2 separate regions of the Mus musculus genome follow, and region 1 is linked to region 2. Evidence: chromatin contacts called from public Hi-C data. All regions are on one chromosome and are shown on one strand. The core of a region is the stretch at or near the end of the contact, and the rest is flanking DNA. Distances in the headings are between cores, read along the strand shown. Region 1 overlaps Nek11 (NIMA (never in mitosis gene a)-related expressed kinase 11). Region 2 overlaps Cpne4 (copine IV).

Evidence for each region. A called contact is a pair of places that touch in the nucleus more often than the background predicts.
Region 1: a contact with region 2 is called in a Hi-C map of cortical neurons, with 2.4 times the contacts expected there. The contact joins two enhancer-like sites. A contact is called at or near these places in 8 of 39 promoter capture datasets (the C10 cell line, cranial neural crest, embryonic stem cells and 4 more), 2 of 484 Hi-C or Micro-C datasets (cerebral cortex and cortical neurons), 2 of 115 datasets of contacts at active chromatin or transcription factors (embryonic forebrain and large pre-B cells) and 3 of 9 other capture datasets (embryonic stem cells, liver and pancreatic islet).

The regions. Positions count from the first base shown.
Region 1 is chr9:105,375,718-105,381,253 of GRCm38.p6, reverse strand. The region is part of intron 2 of Nek11 (NIMA (never in mitosis gene a)-related expressed kinase 11); the gene reads left to right. Among named protein-coding and RNA genes, the nearest start is that of Nek11, 17 kb to the left of the region's middle. Within about 2 kb of position 4,058, at least 21 of the 459 cell types and tissues checked have an H3K27ac peak or open chromatin away from gene starts, as enhancers often do. A contact at or near this core is called in cortical neurons, where this site is marked.
Region 2 is chr9:104,775,020-104,780,313 of GRCm38.p6, reverse strand. The region is part of intron 2 of Cpne4 (copine IV); the gene reads right to left. Among named protein-coding and RNA genes, the nearest start is that of Cpne4, 210 kb to the right of the region's middle. Within about 2 kb of position 3,658, at least 12 of the 459 cell types and tissues checked have an H3K27ac peak or open chromatin away from gene starts, as enhancers often do. A contact at or near this core is called in cortical neurons, where this site is marked.

The DNA.
Region 1 (5,536 bases), core at 2,809-5,308, 600 kb before region 2:
GCCCACATGAGCTAGTCACTTAGCATTTTAATTAAACTTTGGCCCATGTTTCTCCTTTCTCATTAGTTTTATTTGTAGAAATCTTTTCAAACCTGATCCCTTAGTTATCCCTGCCCCTGTAGATGTGTGGCCCAGCTGTCCTCCACTCTCTCCCTTCACTGGGTTCCACCTCCTGGGTCTACTACAAATGCGTATGCTGTGAATATCAAAACAAAGCTAGTCCTATCTCTTATATTTGATTTGCTATTCAGTGATCAACTGCTTTTTCTTTGTATTGCTGCTTAGAGGTGTAAGTGCCACAGTTGTTGAGCTTTGGTGAGCAGTAGCATTTTCCGAGTTGTTTTAGAAAAGAGAATGATGAACGCTGCCGGGGAGATGGCTCAGTGGATGGAGTGCTTGCTATGCAGATATAAGGATCTGAGTGTGGGTCCCCAACACCCAGGTCAAAGCAGGGCATTGCAGCATGTGCCTGTAATCTGTAGGCAGAGGCCAAAGGATTGGGGAGGGGTGTCACTGACCAAGTGCTCAGTTCCAGGTTCAGTGAGAGACCCTGTCTCAAAATTAAGATGGAGGACAATGAGGGAAGACACCAATGCTGACCACTGGGCTCTACATGTGCAGACACAGGCTAGTGTGCCTGCACGCGCGCGCGCACACACACACACACACACACACACATGGGGTGGGGAGAGACAGACAGACAGAGACTAGAAGATGGGTTAGTGACAGACATTCAGCATTACTTATGGAATGAAGGATTTGGTCCTTCAATATGGATTGAATTTAACCTATTGAATTTTAAGTAGGGTCTTTCTTTAAAATAGTTGAATGCTGAGTTTATTGAAAGGATAAATAAATACTGAAAGAGTTCTGAAAACCGAGAGCAATAGATAATTTCCTCCAGTAAAGCTTACTTTGGCATTGTTCTGCACCAGTGTGCATGTGTCTGTGTGTCTGTCTATGCAAGCACACACGTGTGCATGTGAGTTTGTGTGTATGTACCTATGTGAGCCTGTGCTTGCCTTCTTGAATCTGTAGTTTTTCAGTTTGCTACTAGTTCCATTGGCAAAGCTGTGCTGAGCTCATACCAAGCCCAGGGTTCTGATGGAGGAAGGGGTTGGGGCTAATACTTCCTTACACTAGAAGTGCCCGGAGGGAATTTGTACTTCATGAAAATGCGGAAAGTGTTTCTATGGCTCCTCCTTGAGAGGCTCACACAGAGAGAGGCATTAACTGTAACTACCCCCACCTCAGCAGCCAGGGCTGATGCAGGGGTGTCCCCTCAGCAGCTGCCTCTGGCTCCTCTTAAGCCATTAAGCAGACTCCCTCCAGGATTCCTTAGAAACTGTGTGCCTGCCTGAATAATTTATCACACGACAATCAATTATTCATAACTCATTATTACAACTGAACTAAAACCTAAAGGTGGAATCTGTCTGCCACTTATGAATATCCAAGAGATAATAATCAAGATACCGCGGTCGAGTTGATGTCCTCGCCAGCCCCTCTGCCTGCTCATTTCTCTGAAGGGATTCCAAAGAGAACAGCCTGTGAGATGGAATCAGGATTCATTAAAGTGACAGTCACCAACCCCCCCCCCTCTGGTCCTCACGCTGTCTGTCTTTTGAATTCTGGCCTCATTACACCTACAAATAAAGTCTTAGTCTGAGGAAATATAGAAGACATTTATAGCTCTTTTGGTTTATGAAATCATTTTGAGGAACTCCATAGAGATATTAAAGTTGCCTATAAACTGTCATTTCTGAGGCAAAATAATAATGGGTTTCATTATAACACTTCATTCATGCATACAATGTATTTTGATCACATTGAGCCCTCTTTACTCTCTCTTGCCCTCCTCTTAGTCCCGCTGTCTTCCACCTTTTCCAATCCCCCTTCTGTGTTCATATCTTTTGTTCTTTTTAATGACCCAATCAATTTGATTAGAGTTCTTATAAGCATCTTTCTAAGAGATTATTTTAAGAGCACAGTGACTAGCTCAGCAGTGACCACCCCACTGAAGAAAGTGCTTCTCTGTCCTATAGTGACTGATAACTGTATATAGATCTGGGGGTACCTAGTGAGCCCGTCCATACTCTGTGACAGTATGTTTCCTAAGCCAGTCTTGTGCAGTCCTTAAGCAGGTATTCACAGCTAGTGTGTTAGAGAGTGCTGGCCTACTTTAAAGTGCTCTGAGTGCGTATCTTCCACACCAGACCATATACAGTGTTCCAGAATGCAGGCCTTATGAGGTTAATGATATACTATTTAAAAGAGCATAGGTTTATTTTAAGGCAAATGTGAATATGCCATGAAGCAGAGTAAAAGTTTGTGTGTTTTTTAAATTTAATTTTTAATAGGTTATACAGCTTCATGGTTCATATAAAAAGTAGATTGTAAAAACAACAACAACAACAAAACAAAACAAAACAAAACAAAACAAAACCCCTCACCTCATTCCCATCCTCCATTTCTCAAATTTGCACACATTCCCGCCACCACAGAGCTGCTATTGGGAGTTTCCTGAGCGAGAGAATGGAGAGATGGCTCAGTGGATACGTGCTTGAAGCAAGTAAGTAAGAGGGCCAGAGTTTGGAGGCCCAGATTCAGGAGAGTCTGTAACTCCACTGGAAGCATCTCAGCAAGCCTGGCTCATAGGGCTGGGGCTAGACCAGATCTCATGCTGACGCCCTAGGTCGGTCCTCCCCCTTCTCCGTTTCTGTCTCTGTCTGTCTATCTTTCTGTCTCTGCTTATCCATCTGTCTCTGTCTCTTTCAGTGTCTCTGTGTGTCTGTCTGTCTATTCCACATGCAAACACACACAATACACAATTCACACACACACACAAACACACACACAGTGCACACTTCTAACTGTAGTGTTTTGGAGGTTGGAGCAGGTAGATTGCAGGTCAGCCTGATTGGCCTGTCTCAAAACAAAACAAGACTCAAACCAAATCTAAAAAGAAAAAAGGAATTTATGAATATGGATGCTCCCAGAACTGATTCATATATGCATGAACAGCTTCAGAATACGGGGTCTTATTTTCCATTTCTCCCTTATGATAATTTCTAGCATATTGCATATTTGTATTTGGTTCTTTTCATATGTCAAAACATCTAGGACGTCTGTCCATGTTGTACATGGGGAACACCCCATTCTCCCATTCTTCTTTTTAAAGTAGATATGTTAAGTAGTATGTTCCATGGTAAGATTGAAGATTGAAGATTCCTATTGCTGTTCGTTTTGGACTGTTTTAAATCTTTGGTTATTGCAAATACTGCCACAATGAGTAAGCCTGAACATCTGTCATTTCATAAATATGTCAGTTTCTTGCATGAGATTTTAAGGTAAAATATGAGATTTTGGGGACGTGCCCTGTCAGTGCTATTCCGGGGGGATGAGCTAATCCTCAGCTGTTAGGGGTGCTAGCTGAAGAGCCCTGCTAGGGACTGCTACTGGGCCTGGTGACAGGATCAATTTTTAGTCTCTGAAATGACTCCTCTTTGAAGTGAGGGTGACAACAGCTGTTTTGCTGTCCTCTGCTTGTCTGGTTATATAAGAAAAGGCACAAATCTGGTGGCACATTATGTATAAGCAGAGACCACATAAAACTTGCAGACATTTGTTCCACTGTGACGTTTAGAGCAGTAAGTTTTCAGAACCATCTCGGTGTCTGTCTTGTGACCTTCGTCTCCAGAGCGCCAAACACTGTTGTTTGGGAAACACTGGTAGATTTCCTATTTTAAAAACAGTTCCACAGGGAAACACAGCTGTAAGACCCTGGGTTCTATAAAGGTAAAGCAGACCCCTCTCTGAGGGGCTCCTCAGAAACTTAGATCTACTGAGGCAAGGCGTGGCTCAAAGACCTCCATGGAACCCACAGCAATTCCCAGACGCATTTGACCTGATAGCTGGCCCTCCAACCCAGGCCTGTGAACACTGGTAAACTGAGGAGCTTTGCCGCGGGTTCCTGACAGTGCTGGACATCGTGGTGAGATCAGACCCCAGACACACACAGTGTTGCTGAAGATGGAGTCAGAGAAATAAGAATGCAAGTCCTGTTTTAAAGGTAGTCATGGTGAACAGCAGATGGTGGTAAAGCGACATGCAGATCAGCTATCATCACCTGGCAGGATTTCTAATGGCAACACATTAATTCAAGGTCCAAAATGTCTTTATTTAATTAAGATTTACCAATACTTTATTTAGTTTTACTGACTAAATGAATGAAAGGCTAAACGTGGGTCATTAACATACTCTTAATTTCTTTCTAGGAAAAGCAGAGATCAGCTGAGAAATGAGCTTGGCGAAATCTTTTTAACTTCATGGACCATTTTCTATGGGGTGGGATAGATTTGTGTGGTCATGCCCTGAGGGTATTAGATGGAGGCTCCTATTTTATGTGTATGCACTGATATATGTGTGCTCTCATCCTTGAAAGAAAAGCAGAAGCCTCCACTGTCCACAGGAAGGGCAGAGAGCAGCGACAGTCCTATAGCAAGCGCCTAACTGATGCTGCTAAGGATACTCTGAGATCCTAGTGATGAAGCAATCATGTCAGTTAAACAGACACATAGCCTGAGAATGCAGTGGCCACTGGGGTGACACACCAAGATCTCATAAAGGCTGGGAGCGATATGTCTCACTTCCATTCCTTTTATGGAAGAAAATACCGAGAGCCATGCAGGAGGAACGACAGATGGCTTTAGAACTCAGGGAATGCAAACCACAGGCTACCACAGCCTCACGGGTGGGTCTCAGTGTGGTAAAGCCCAAATACCATGTACCTTGAGGACGCCATGCTGTTGTGGAGTTCTGCTGTTTGCTGCCCTCACATCCCTCTTAATCTAAGAATTATATGAAAATTCAAAGGGGCTTCCAGTCCCTCGCTGGGCAGTACCTCTGGCACTCACAGTGCTAATGCCTGATCTCTCTCTGGCATTGCTGCTGGAGCAGGTTATGGTTCTATCACGGCCTGGAGAAGAACTTTGACATGTAGATTGTCAGCAGTGACCACCACCACCCTTAGAAAACATTTGGAAAGATAAAGTTGTTAGTGAAGCTAGGTTGAGATGTTTTTACTACTGGCTCAACTCTTAGGGAACAATATGAAGTTCAGAAAGGCACATGCTCATTAAGTTAAGCTAGGGACCCTTTATGGTCAGGAACAAAAACAATGGCAGTGCTGGCCGACATGACTTGCACTGAGGCTGGACTGGTGATGATGGATTTCTTAAACCCAGTTTTTTTGCCCCAAGCTTCCTGATAGGATTTATTAAGAGTTGCTGATGAGTAGATATGCATTCTGAAGATTTAAGGTAGATATGACTGATTTTTATATAAAAACATAGATTTCTGGCTCTTTTATGATTCTTACAAGATTACTTTTAAAGATAAATATGATAATTACTCTTTTCTTTTTAACTGCAAATTGCTGCCTGCCAGTAAGAGAAACTGGCAGAGAAAACTGCCTTGCTTGCTTACATGTTGTTAATCTAAAACAAGTTACTTGGTTAGGAATGTTTGTGGGTTT
Region 2 (5,294 bases), core at 2,409-4,908:
AGGCCCAGTAGGGAGCCACAGTGGGTGGTGGAGGTGGACACACTTGCAATCTAAAAATAGCCAAGAGATAGAAAGATCAGAAGGAAGAATTATTCAACATGAAAATCAGAAAGTATCTTTAGGCGGCCCACCGGAGAGAGCTAAGGAGGAGGCCATGGGATCCTGAAACTGGACAAACAGACAGCATTTTAAGTAAAGTCAAAGACAGAAGGACATTCTGGGTAAATATATACTTGAGAATATTGGGGGGGGTGGGGAGCTAGAGAATAAGAACCCGCAGGAAGTTAATTCAGAGAGACATTCAGGCTTGGAGATGAAGAGCCTCTGGAACATTTTTTAAAATATAAACTAAATAATTATTTTATGTATTTATATATTTATGTATTTATGTATGTATGTATTAGATATTTTCTTTATTTACAGTTCAAACGTTATCCCCTTTCCTAGTTTTCCCTCCGAAAATCCCCTATCTCCTCCTCCCCTCCCCCTGTTCCCCAACCCACCCACTCCCTCTTCCTGGCCCTGGCATTCCCCTACACTGGGGCATAGAACCTTCACAGGACCAAGGGCCTCTCCTCCCATTGATGACCACCTAGGTGAACATCTGTTACATAAGCAGATAGAGCTATGAGTCCTACCATGTATTTTCTTTGGTTGGTGGTTTAGTCCCAGGAGCTCTGGAGGGTACTGGCTAGTTCATATTATTGTTCCTCCTAGAGGGCTGCAAACCCCTTCAGCTCCCTGGGTCCTTTCTCCAGCTCCTTCATTGGGGACTCTGTACTTCTGGGACACTTTATTTTTGTTTTCTAAAAGTTATTAACATGAGAAGTGGTCTTGTTTACTTTTTCCTAGAATATTTCTTAAGGAGAAAGTATGTTCTTTTTCTTTATTATGAAAGCTGTGTGTTTTCAGAATTATCAGATTCTAACTCCTGTATCAATGTAGGAGTGAAGCAAGAGTCAACTCACTTCAGAGCAAGATGCTCTCAGGCTCAATGGCTCAGCCCCTGTCTTGTTTGGCATAGCCCTGTAAAAACAAAGTCTAGAACTCAGGGTTTTACTGGTAGATGAATAGGACTCGAGTCACATCTCTAGCCTTGGAGGCCATCTTGAACTTTCAGGCAGGTTATTATTTGATAACCATCTATATCTGGCTCTAAGAGTCCTAAACCTTATGGGGTTCCTGTTCACTTTCACTTTAAGAGAAAGAACAAAAACATTGCTCTCTCCTGAAAAGTCAACCCCAAATGGATGTGTCAATCACCTGAGCACACAGCACTCCTTAGAAAAGCTGTCTGTTCCAGAGGCTTTAGAAATAGTACAAAACCTGACAAAAATGTAAATCAGCACAATGGCTTCCCTGGCCCTTGTCTACCTCCATGATGCAAGAGTACTGGGCTCTTTAAAGGGTTCTTTGACTATTGTTCAAGCTCATCCCTTGAGGGTAGCCCACTATACTCTTTAACAGAGAGAACGCATAGCTATCTAGTCAAAGGGAAGCCACAGCAATATTGATGCACTTAATGATGTATATGCCATCAGTACAGCAGGAGGGGTGGCAGAAGGGCTTTGGGAGAGCTGGGCTGTTTTGAGCCAAGGCACAATTTGGAAGGCTGAGCTAACATTGCTTTTCTAGCTTGTCACAGAAGGTATGCAAGTGACAGAGCCCAGAGCCAGAGTCTCAACAACTAAGGAAATGGTGGTGGTGGTGGGGGGGGTGGGTACCAAAGACCAACAGAAAAGGAATCAAGCCAGAAGAACCCAGAAGTTTCAGGAAAGAAGCCAGGAGGCTAGGAAATTGGGAAATAGTGTTGCTGATGTTTTGCGGTAGAAGTCAGTGGAGAGAAGCACTCTTCTTAACCCACGAGGGATACAGAAGCATCCCTCATCAAATAAAAAGCATTTTCCCACCACCTCTAAATGAAAAGAGTATAAATAAAACAAACACCGCCTACCCACATCTGAAATGTTGTCGACTTCTGTTTTGTAAGAATCCTGGCTCTTTCTAGCCGGGGCTACTTCCTGATCTTAAACGCACTGTGTCGTTTTATACAATTCTAACCACTCAGGTCTCCTAAGTGACTGAGCTACAGCTTTCTTTTCAAATGAACACCCCCCCCCCAGATTCAATGTTTAAGAAATAGTCATCTGCTAAGTGAATCAAAAAGCACAAAATTTTCCATGTCATACTGTCCGTGTCAAGAAATAGTTTCTTTTCAGCAAAACATGAAATTGCTTTATTAGTTGAGTATATAAAAACACTACAGGATCTCGGTTCTTTCCCAACACACGCTTGGGTAACTCCCATTAGTAACAGCAGGGATTGTAACAGCCCACACAGGAGAAAAATAGAAGCTTCACGGGGGGAGGCTACAATAAGCAGCCCAGACGCCCAGTGGATTCATTTTGCTGTCATAGGATTGCTCCACTGTGCCTCAGTTTCTGTATTTGGCTAATGGTGAAGTTCTGTGCCCTCTGTCCACAGGGTATACTGTGAGGGCTAGTTAAGGACTGATACCAACAGCTTCACATGCATTTTACACACATGTACACACACAAACACAGACACAGATACACACACAGGCATGCACGTGCACATTCACACAAGTATTATCTAAATTCTCATTATTCTCAGTATTGCTTTGAGATGGGAGGTTGTCAGGAACTCATAACTTTGGGAGGGGGTGTGTGTCCCTACCTTATTGAGTTAGAATTTGTATTTTGATAAGGCCCCCATCTTCTACTTTAATATATGAGAGAAAAAGCACAATGCCCACCAAGTTTACTTAAAACCTGATGTGGGGCCGAGGAGATGATTCAGTGTGTAAAAGTGCTTGCTCTGTAAACATGAAGACATGTGCCCAAATCCCCAGTACCAATACAAAAAGCCAGGCATGCTACACGTCCCTATACCCAAGCAGTGGGAGTTTGAGGTAGGCAGATTCAGAGTACTTGCTGATCATCCAGCTTAGCCAAAGGAGCATGCTTCTCTTCCAGCAAGAGATTCTGTCTCAAGGTAATGAGTCAGAGAATGATAAAGGAAGACACCCGGCATCCTGCTCTGACCTTTGCATGTGTGTGGAGGACTGGAGGGGTGTGTGTGTGGATATACACATCTAAACACTTCAGTGCATGCAACAACCCCCCATCATGCCACACACAGACACCTAATGTAATCTTTGAATCAACTCTACTCATAGATAACATTATTCCAATTTGATTGATTCTACAAGGTGGATGATTTTTCTAGGAATACTTTACAACCTAGTGATACATGGTGACCCCAGGTCAGGGCTGAGGAAGGACATGTAGGAGATATAGCTGTACTTAATTTCCTTCCAGTGTTAAAAAAAAGTAACAGAAGAGGATCGCTGTCAGATGGGGGGAGGACATGCTTGATAAAAGACAGTGGGGCTGCACATGTGTAGATCTAGCAGAAAAACAGTGAAAAGACAGAAGGACAAAGAGAAGTACTTCTAAAGGCCACACTCTCCCTTCCCTGCATGTCTCATATAGTAAAAGCTCTCTCTCTCTCTCTCTCTCTCTCTCTCTCTCTCTCTCTCTCTCTCTCTCTCTCTCTCTCTCTCTCTCTCCTCTCCTTAAAAATCAAATCCTGCCCGGCATGAATATGTATAATTAGATGTTCCCTAGGAGTGAGAAGTAGTAATTAATTCAGTGTTAAACATCACAATCTATTACTTGAACTCCATGGCAACCGTGGTTGCCAATAGAGAGAAAACAAAATTTCGGAGCCTATTTTAAAATAATTACATTGAAATTTTTGAAAATGTGTAAAAGCGGACGCTTTCTATTTTTAGGTTTAGACAATAGGCAGTGCCTCAACAAGTAGAGATGGGCACCCAGAAATAAAAACAAGGGAATAGCAATCCCATCTGAACTCACCAAAATGGCGATGTGGACCCTGTGACTCTGACCTGGTCCAGAGCACAGAGCCCAGCTGCTTGCTCTGGGTGAGATCATTGCTCAAGCCAGAAGGAGATGTATTAATAATTTCCCAGGAGATTGAATCTTTGCAGTCCATCTGAACTAGATTTTAATCCCAGATCTGTCACTTAAGTGTTTTCACACAGGCAATTTCCTTCCCTCTCGGAGCTTCAATTCTCCTACGTGTCAAAAACGGTGGTGGGGTGGGCAGGTGACTTGCAATATTCTTAAACATGTCAAAGGTATAAAGTCAAATATAGTGTGGTTGGCTGTGTTCCTCTGAAATCATATTCTGAGTTTAAGATGTCTTTAATGCCAACAGCTTGAAAAATGAAAGCAAAGGAGGAAGAAAGACAAGGTAGAAGGAAGAGGTTGTTCCAAGACAAAGTCCCCTTCACAACCAGGGATGGTCTCTTGGGGATCTCTGGAGCTAATGTACCCGATAAAGCTAATCAAGCATGGAAAAGAATGCCACGAGTATTTCCCACACCACAATCTGTCACTTGGTAGGTTGGCCTCTCCATGGAGGACTGGGTGTTGGGTGAAGGGGGAATATTGGAGGCAATCGCTGAAGGAGCTTCAAGCTACCAGCTTCCTCAGCAGCTGGTCCATGAGTCCTTGGAAGGTGAAGTAGAAGTGGGTTTGAATGCTGAATCTCTATATCCATTTTATACTATGTAGACAGTGTTTGCTTTCTTTCCTTAGAAAATGTAATCATTACAAACATTTTTGACTAATAGAGATTCTAGTGTCCAGAAAAAGCCATTTATAGTGGAGAGCATAATGTTTTCCATTCTTTAAAATAACCTTGAGGGCCGGGGAAGTGGTGCAATCAATAAAACATGCACCTTTCAGATCTGAGGACCTGAGTTCAGTCCTTAGACATGCATTGTAATCCCAGACCCGAGGAAATAGAGTCAGGCAAAGCCCTGAGGCTCACTGGCCAGCCTGATGAGCCTACTGGGCAAGCTCCAACTAGTCACATCATGCCTCTTTGCCTAGAGTCAAAATAATCCATCAGCTCTCAACCACCAGTGCTCCCATGGAAACTGCTCTCTTCCCTTCCTTCTACTGAGAAAGTTGACTCAGTTAACCTTTATGCTGCAATATCCTTAGTTTCAAGTATAATTAAATTGTGTGCTGCAGATAGAAATGATCAGATTATAGGATCTCTAGAGTTTGTTTAATCACCAGGATCTTTCTCTATCAGCATCCAACTTATTAGCTGGTGGGGAGACTGTATTCTTGAGGCAAGTCTAGAGCAAAGTTCTATGGAACACTTAGGGATTTTTGGTTGCAAGCAACAGAATCTGGATTTTTCTAAGTTACACAAAAGGGAATTTGTTGAAC